Linked DNA regions of Mus musculus: region 1 is linked to region 2. The links are chromatin contacts, called in public Hi-C maps. All regions are on one chromosome and are shown on one strand. The core of a region is the stretch at or near the end of the contact, and the rest is flanking DNA. Distances in the headings are between cores, read along the strand shown.

Evidence for each region. A called contact is a pair of places that touch in the nucleus more often than the background predicts.
Region 1: a Hi-C map of uterus shows a contact between it and region 2, with 2.4 times the contacts expected there. A contact is called at or near these places in 3 of 39 promoter capture datasets (embryonic stem cells, pre-B cells and stem cell-derived epiblast-like cells), 3 of 484 Hi-C or Micro-C datasets (nephron progenitors and uterus), 1 of 130 datasets of targeted methods (embryonic stem cells) and 2 of 9 other capture datasets (adipose tissue and liver).

Annotation. Positions count from the first base shown.
Region 1 is chr19:19,108,840-19,113,301 of GRCm38.p6, reverse strand. It overlaps Rorb (RAR-related orphan receptor beta), which reads left to right and starts at 2,106. Exons shown (of 10, transcript NM_001043354.2): 1 at 2,106-2,750. The coding sequence starts at 2,744.
Region 2 is chr19:19,070,828-19,075,583 of GRCm38.p6, reverse strand. All of the region lies in intron 1 of Rorb (RAR-related orphan receptor beta), which reads left to right. Among named protein-coding and RNA genes, the nearest start is that of Rorb, 38 kb to the left of the region's middle.

The DNA.
Region 1 (4,462 bases), core at 857-3,356, 38 kb before region 2:
TCAAGAAATATATTTTACACAGAAAGTGTGTAGTATTGTATTAATGAAACAAAAACCACATAAAAATGTGTACTGGCAAGTTCATTCCATACATGTGTTTACTGTCTTTTCGAAGGCTAAAGATAGTTTATCAATTAAAATGTACTTTAAGGATTCAGTAGTTTATTAGAAACTTAAGAATACATACAGGAGTTAAAATTTTTGGAGTTTTGAAATTCCTTTTAACAAGAAATAGAAAAAGGAAATAATAACAATAGCAATTACAATGTTTACAAAGGGTTTTACATTTCCAATATTCCTATGACTCTGCTTGAAGCTCATAAAATTAAAATGATATAGTCACAATTTGTTTCTTGACTATTTTATATGCAGTAATTTTTAATGAAGCAACTAAATTAGGCATAACTTACTGCAGCTTTAATGTAGTTATGATGAATATATTTTACTTGATTAAAAATGATAAAAACCAGGGAGCCTTAAATATTATCTTAAAAGATTAACTACTGTGTCAATTAAAAATCTAGGAGAAAGGTATTTATGAGGAATAGCTTTCCTGAATAGTAACTTCCTTTGTTCATTTCATTTAATTAATGACTCAATCGACTTTTACTTTCTCCACAACATGTTCCTAAATTACACGCAAATGGAACTGCCCACAGCCGAACTGTTTTGGTTAAACACTGACAGAAGATTCGGGAATTAATACAATTCTTATTGGTGAGACAACTAGTTGATGGTGTTCAGTGTACAGAGGACTGAAGGACTCCAAATTCTACAACATATTACATATTATTACATATTACCCAAAGCAGCATGAATAAATACTGGCAAAAAAAAAAAAAAGTCGAGTTATTTGGGTATGGAGAATGTTGGGGAGGCTCACTTTTAGAATGACTGTGACACGGAGTCCTGTCTCTGTGCTTTCAAAATGATCAAGCAAACTTTTGCACTTCCTGTCTCATGATGCTCAATTCACCAAAGTTTCCAAGCAGTACCTAACTACACGGAAGGAAATCGATGCCATGCTTCTATAGTGTGTGTTTGTTTCATCTACAAAGAATGAAACCATGCCAAAAAAAGAACAAGTTTGGATACCTGTGCTTCATTTTGTTTTGTTTTCTCTTTCAGAATACAGGTAAATTGTCAATAGATGACAAATTTCTTGTAAAGAATGCAGTCTCATGACCTTCGTTTTAGTACCAAACTCTCCTAAGCAGGTGTCTCTGGGGAGCTACTAGCCAAGAGTCTTGCTCTTTAAACCTTCACCAACTGAACAGAACCACACAGTCTTGCCTTCTAGTCTAGGCTCTCTGCCAAGTGTCCCGTCACTAAAGTGACAAATAAAAAGGCAAATGAGCCTGTCCTTAAGTCCTGCAACCAGGGTCAAAGGGTTTCCAAATGCTAAAGAAACCCTTGTCCTTGGCAAAGGAACCTGGGACTACTGAGAAAGGAAGAAGAGAGAAAGGGAAGGGAGAGAGAGGAGGGGAGGAAGGGAGGACCTGAGGCTCAGCATTAGTTAGTTAAAGTTAGAGTGAGGGGTGGGGAGCATTTGAACAGTCTTTAAAAGAAGCTGCACAGAACTAGAGGGGTGTGGTTTTGTAGTCTACCGCTACAGCAGAAGCGTCTGACAAGGTAAACACTCTGCCAGAGGAGCCTGCATTATGGAACAGGGACGCTTCAAAGCGCTGTCGTAGTGTACAAAACTCTTTTGGGACTCTTGCAGTAAGAGGGAATGAGAGTGCAGCCCAGCGGTTCGCCTAGACTCTTCCCTCCAAAGACCTGACTGACCAGTGTCCCTTTCTAATTACTGGAGTCAGAAGTGAACGTCACTCTCACATCTGCCTCACTCTCCAGGGCGCGCTAAGCTTGGCCCAGATCAGACCTCAGATAGGACCTTCTCTAATTCCCAGTCTGGGTCCGCACATCCTGGGACGCCAGAGTCCCTAGCCCCGCCCCCTGTCCCCAAGAGCGTCCCCTCCCCCGCCTCCCCAGACTCTCCACGCGCTGCGGGACGCTGATTGGCCATGGTGCTGACAGGAGGCGGGGCCAGGAAGTCCGGCCAAACCCGCCCTCGCGTATAAGCCTCTTCTGCGCTCGCTCTCTCCACCTCTCTCCTCTTTCTCTCTCGCTCCCTTCGTCTCTGCAACTGAACAGTGAAAATTCACATTGTGGATCCGCTAACAGGCACAGATGTCATGTGAAAACGCACATGCTCTGCAATCCATGCCGCCTTTCTTTCTTTTCTGTTTCCTTTTTTTCCCCCTTGATAATTCTCCCTCTTCTTTGTAACTAACAAAACCACCACCAACTCCTCCTCCTGCCGCTGCCCTCCTCCTCCTCCTCAGTCTAAGTGATCACAAAAGAAATCTCCGAGCCCCGAGGCGGTGGCATTTTTTTTTTTTAAAGCAAGCACATTGGAGAGAAAGAAAAAAAGAAACAAACAAACAAACAAAAGCAAAACAAAACCCAGGCACCAGCAGCTAGGACATTTTTTTTCCACTCTGCCTGAAAACAAACAAACAGCCATCAGAAACAGTCATCAGCAACAGCATCAAAACTGTTAGCTTAGCGGCGGCGGCCACCGTCACCCTGTGGCCACGACATCTGCCTAAAGGGATGCTTCTCTCAGCGGAGCAGCTCTTCGCCGACCGCCTTCTTCCCTCGTGCTGAGCGGAATTTTTGGGTTCTCTGGGGTTCGGGCTGGGAGCTTCATGACTACGCGGAGCAGGACAGCGGCCACATCATGCGAGGTAAGCGAGCCCGCGGGCGGGCGCCCAGAGCAGGACAACTCTAGCTAGACCGGGAGCTTTGGGGGAGGGGAGAGCTCTCGGCCCAAGGGAAGAGAGATTGGCTACTCGAGGCTCCCCGAGTTCGGTTCGCAGGTGGGACTGCAAATGGCCTGGGCTTGGAAAGTTGTGGGAAGGTGTGGAAGGCTCGGGGATTTTGGCAGGACGCTGAAGGGCGCATTTTTTGGAGACCAGGACAGTGCTAATCGCGCCTCCCAGTTCTGGATTTGAATCTTTTCTGCGCGTCGCTCTCCGGTGCGCCACAGGACACGGGATAGAGAGCAGGAAGTCGGGTGACTTTGGGTAGAAGAGGCTGGCAGCTCGCATCCCGCCGTGGTCGCTAGCCATAGGTGAACTCCCTGGCATAAGTGGGGATCACACTGGCCCAGGCTGCCAGATGCAGGAGCAGTCTATAAGCGCGTCTCTTTCTAGAAATAGTAAACACGGTATGCTCCCGAGAACCGGGAAGCAGATGCTTACGTCTGGACCTTCCTTGGGTCCCCTCTTCCCCGTTCTGCTTCACTCTGGATAGGCCGACCCCCCTCTCGCCCTAACACTCCCCCCCCCAAAAAAAAAGTTGGTAGGAGAAAGTTCTGGAGAGTGAAGGCCATACTACTCACATCGGAGAAAACAGGGTCTCAAGCTCTTTTGTGGGATAAAGGACCAAAATAGAAGCTAATACTAAGTGCACCTTCTGGATAGAACCACCACTGTCAATGTTGGTGCTATCTCAGGGACAAGTGGCCCTCAGGGAAGACAGAGCTCAGTCTCCTGCTCTGACTCCAAAACTGGGAGCTACCTGAGCAGCTGGCCAGAGGGCATGAGGAGTCAGTTTGTAGATCTCAGTGGTACAAGTTTCTTGCTTTCTCACTTTACAGTGGGGCACAATTTCTTCTTTTCTTAAAGAGGCCACCACCGGGTGCCCTCCTAACTTGGACATCTGAGTATGTCTGGACACCCAGCCCCTAAATCCAAGCTTCTCTTCTTTGATGTATTGCGTTCCTATGGTGGCTTTTCTCTCTGATTCACAAGTTCCTCCGGAGCAAAAATAAGCAAGCGACAGTCAACTCTGAACCTTCTTGCATCTTGGACGGAAGTGCTTTTGAGCAGGACACTGTTTAGAACAGGGCCCAAAAATACCCATCTCCATCTACCGGGCTGCCTACTCTGGTGCACTTAGGGAGGAGTGGGCATGACCCTCACCCTGGTCGTTATTGAGGAGCCCTAGGCCTGTCTTGACCTTGAAAGCACAGCGTGAGCCCTGGTGTTTGTAGAACAAGGCAGGACAAAAAAGGATGGAGAAAAGCTGATCATTACCCATGGGGATGGAGGAATAAGTCTCTAGATAAAGGACAAAGGTGTCTGGGTGAGTGTCTTGATTGACCTGCGAGCACTGGAAGTTAGAATCTCTGTGTGCTTGTGCACAGTGACAACAGCTGATTGTCCCAGTCACGGGATCGTCACATGCTCCACTATCCAGATTCTTTCCAGAAACTGTAGTACAGAAACTGGTGGGCAGAGCGCCTTTCCTTAGCGAGAACTTGGATTTTCTTGTTTCTCTTTTTCTGACTCACCTCAGGATCTCACACACTTTCCTTTCCTTTCGGTTTCCTTCACTTCCATCTGAAGCTGCCAGTTAGCAGTTTGACTTTTTCTTCTCCCCCACCCTCCAGCAA
Region 2 (4,756 bases), core at 1,139-3,638:
CTCTTGCAGAGGACCTGGATTCAGCAGTAGAACCCTTGGAGTTCTAGAGCCATTTCTGACCTTAGAAGGTACTAGGCATGAAGGTGGCACACATACATACATGCAGGCCAAACCTTCAAACACATAAAATAAATAAATCAAGCAATTTAATGAGAGGGGTCCACAAAGAAGATGGAGTATGCAGAATAAAAAGAGAAAATGGGGAGAAAGAATATTAAATGACATTTTCCTGTAAGACAGCAAGCAGAGGCAGGTACTGTTTTTAACAGACTACCCGTATGAGTTCATGAAAGACCTCAGAAATACAAGAACTAACTTTCTTTACCCCTTTTTGAGACATTAAAATACCAGCTGCTCTAATATTTGGATAACTGAAGAGACAAAGAGTTCAAAATGTCCCGTTCTCTCAGTTTTCTGGAAGACACTCAACTGACTGCATAATTCCAAACCAGCTGCTTGGCCTGCCTGTTCTGCGATGATATGACCAAGTCACTAAGTCTTAAGACTTAAGTCTAAGGTTCCCTCAGTGGGCTGTATAGCTAGAGTTGTTTATTATGTTGTTTCTGCAGCTTGAAAAGAGAAACTACAAAGCAGAGACACCAGCTGATGGGCCCAAGGTCATTCGGTGACTAGCAACAAGGACACAGTTTAACACTTGCCATTCAAAAGGCGTTCAACTGGCTAAAAGAGAAGGATGTTTGAAATTCCCTAGACGTGTTGAGCATTCCCAGAATTCACCAGGAACCATTCTCATAGCGAATCTTGAGTTTTGATGGTTTGCACGCTGTTCACTACTAAACTGATTTCTAGCTACCACTTAGTAAAAGCACAACAGACAGGATTGGTGCTGAGCTTAGAGAGAGAAAGTGAGTTCTAAGGACTTAAGCCACTGACTTCAGGTTCCCAAACTATGTGAGAACTGAGCTAGGAACACAAGCACCTTTATCCCCCAAATGCGATGCTGTCTTCAGAGTATCAGGCTGCCTTCTTCATCACTGCATCTTCCCCATGCTCTCTGCCACCACACCCTAACCCCCAAAAGTATTTCTCTTTGCGCGTTTGAAGAATAAAGTCTAGATTCTCTCACTTATGGAGCTGGCAAAGACAATGAGACATCAATATAGGTAGCACCTAAAAAGAAGGAAAAGACTTTTTTTTTCTCCACTGGGCTGTCTTGTTTCTATGTGCAATAGTTTCTCCTTTCCATGTTTGCCCACTCAAATAAAAAAGAAAAGAAAAAGTCCTCCTGTATTTCCTGAAACTTGAAAAAAATCTCATTTTTTTCCCTTTACACGCAACCCTCAGTTCTAGTGAACTATAAAAGAATCTTCAAGCAGGTGTTTGTTTTCTTTAAAACAAGAATGACATTTTACTTTAGTCTTTCTGCTTCAGAAGTAAGCATTTTATTCATTAGTTCAAAATGAAACATTTTTCAAAGGGCTTCTTTGCTGACTAGCTTTGAGCCATTTGAAGTTTTAAATGTCATTTGATGAAGTTGAGAAGTACGGATACAGAAATAACAAAGATCATTGTTAACTGGTGAATACACAGCATCCTTGTTTGCAGGAAGCTCCTTCAATAATCCTGAAAGAGCTAAAGGAAGTGTTACTAGAAAGTTCTCTCTATATTGCTCACGGTTTACTAACTTGATCTAAAAAATCGAAGGTGAATAAAATACTACATTAGAACTTAAAGAACAGGGAAGAAATTTGCAAGAGTTTATCTATGTGGCCTTTTCATGGATGATAGTATGCTGGTTTAATGAAAAAAAAATGTTGTACATCAGTTACTGATAATAACTCTTAGATTCTAAATGATTGTTATTGAATTATTAAAATTAGTGTGCAAATACAGCCATGAGACTAGATACAAGCATAATGTCCGATATGCTTCATAAACTAATTCTGAGTGGCTCATGGGGAAAGATGACAACGAAAAACACGCACACACAAATAAACAGGATCACAGGAAAGCGTTAACTAGTAAAGAAGTGCTTCAGCCATAATTAATAGCTTGGTCCTCAGAGTCAGATAATACTGGGTAGGAATCTAAGCTTATCCAGCTGGGTGACCTTGAACAAGTTTTTTTCTAGGCTCCCTGATCCCTCCACCACGAATGAAAAAGGCGTAATAAAGAACAGCTCCCTCAAAGAAGATGGTGGCTGCAATGTCTCTCTCAATGTACTCTATGCAGTCACAGAAACAAAACTGCCCTACACTCCCCTTCCCACTGGCAATTGTATTGAACTATAAACAGGGAAGCTGAATTGAACCTCTACGAGGCTAGAAAAGCCAACTTACATTTAAAACAAATCCTAGAGAATGCTGAGACAATGCCTTCCATGTTTGTCTCTAGCTAATAAAGAAGTGATCCATTAATCTAGGGCAGAATGGAACCAAATACTCATAATAACACGCAGTTATTTTGGTTTTTATGATTGTTTTGCAGCAGATGGACTGGAGTTGGGAGAAAAGGTCAAAGAAACAGAAATGTTGTGGTTTTCTGTAGTTGTTGTTTGTCGTTTTGTTGTGTTTGGGGATGGGTTGTTTTGTTGTTTTGTTTTGTTTCCTGTGAGTAACTCCCATGACGACTTCCCGAGAATGGCTCACACAGAGAATTTTCTTTATTAGTTCAGCCCATGAATAGCTGAGGGTTGGAGAGTCAGAAGTGCAGTAAGATGAGTAAGGAGAGCCAGCACCAGATTTCAGGAAAAGAGAAGAGGAGCCACTTCAAGCACATCCCAAGAAACCTAAAGTTTTGTAGCTAACACCTGTTGCCTCAGCTTACTCCACCCCAAATAAATTTTCTAAAGGAAAACAAAGTTTTCTTCTTGTCTCAGCCCATTCAAGTCACAAATATGAAAGGCTATCTTAAAGGAACGTAGAACAGCTTAGTTTGGTTTGAGTCACAGCTTCTTAGAGTCACAAGTGGCCAAAGAGGGATCCTGGGGGAAAAGGGAGTTTTAATCAAGTCCACATCTTCTTGCAGCAGTATCACAAACCAGGTATCTTCTACTGAAAAAAGAAAAAGAAAGAAATGAAACAAAGAGAGAGAGAGAGAGAGAGAGAGAGAGAGAGAGAGAGAGAGAGAAGAAGGAAGGAAGGAAGGAAGGAAGGGAGGGAGGGAGGGAGGGAGGGAGGGAGAGAGAGAGAGAAAGAAAGGAAGGAAGGAAGGAAGGAAGGAAGGAAGGAAGGAAGGAAGGAAGGAAGAAAGAAAGAAAGAAAGAAGAAAAAGAAATCTCAGAAGTCTATATTGACAAACAAACAAAAAATAACTTTATGTATTTAATTCTCACATGTTACAACAGGATTATATTGCCAAGGCCTTTTTCAATATATGTGTGGGTGTTTTCCCTACACATATGCCTGAGGAGGTCAACAAACGTGGCTCAGTTTGTTCATTAGCAGAAATGAAGAACTACATCCATATCAAAGGTTTGAATGATTAGTAAATAGATTAATATCCATAATAATTCATGTGAGTTTCTAACAAATGTGTTTGTTCAATCAACAAAGACAGACCTAAAAAAAAACAAAAAACAAAAACAAACAAAAAACCATACTGGAGATTTTTTTATATGCAAAAATTAGAGCATAATATATTATTACATTATTTGTCTTTTGTCACTTAAAATAATTTTACTTTTGGGTTAGAGAGATGGCTCAGCGGTTAAGAGCACTGACTGTTCTACCAGAGGTCCTGAGTTCAATTCCCAGCAGCCACTGGGTGATTCACAACCATCTGTAATGAGATCTGATTCCCCTTTTCTGGTGTGCCGGAAGACAGCAACAGTACACTCATATAAATAAAAATAAGAAAAAATTTCACTATTAGTACAGTATACCTTTTTATTTTCATAGCTGTGCATTATTTCATTGTCTAACTCTACAATAATTGACTATTGAGGATCATTTAAATTTTTCTAGTCTTTTAATTTTATTAACAATGCCTCAACAAAGAAACTCAAAAATATCCCACTTTGATGCTATGCAGAAAAATTTGCAGTGAAAAAAAAAAAAAAAAAAAAAGCAAAGGGCATTAACTACTTAGGCCAAACTCTAGGGGTCAGAGATCACCAAGAGGTTGGAGAAGCATCTGAAGAAACATTCTGTAAAGATATATTTCTGACTAAAGAGCCAAAATTTCTGAGAGGGAAAAAAACACACATGAAATCTAAAATTAAGAATTCTAATTAAAATGTATAATAGCATTGTCTGATAGACAATTATATTCATCTGCAAGCAACCATCCAATCCTCCACCCTGGCCTCATGTTCTTACACAGTATCTATTTTAAGTGGCCCATTCCTCTCCTAAACTACAAGTTTAGGACCATTTCAGGGTGCTTGGAAGTAAGTTGTTCAGGCTTTGATATGTGTTCAGTTTGTAAGGAGTTTTCAACATTTATCTTCATAATTAATAAGCTATGAATCACAGATAGGATGCAAGAACAAGCATTTAATATTGTCATCCCTGATCTGCCAGTCATTAGGAGCTTCCAATTTTTAAGGCTAGGGAAGATGGGCCAAGGAGACAGGACAGGGATCTTAGGACTTTCCTTAAACAGGGGTGATGCCGAGGAGCCTACATGACACAAGAAGGGCAGCAATGCCACTCCGTTGGCTGTAGAGGAAGAGAAGACCTTCTTGAGAACTGATAACAAAAAAGCTGTCCTGTTGCCTGGCACCCAAATTTACACTGTTCACATGGGGGAGCCCCAGTTCAATCCACATTTGATTTGAGACAACAGGTATTCC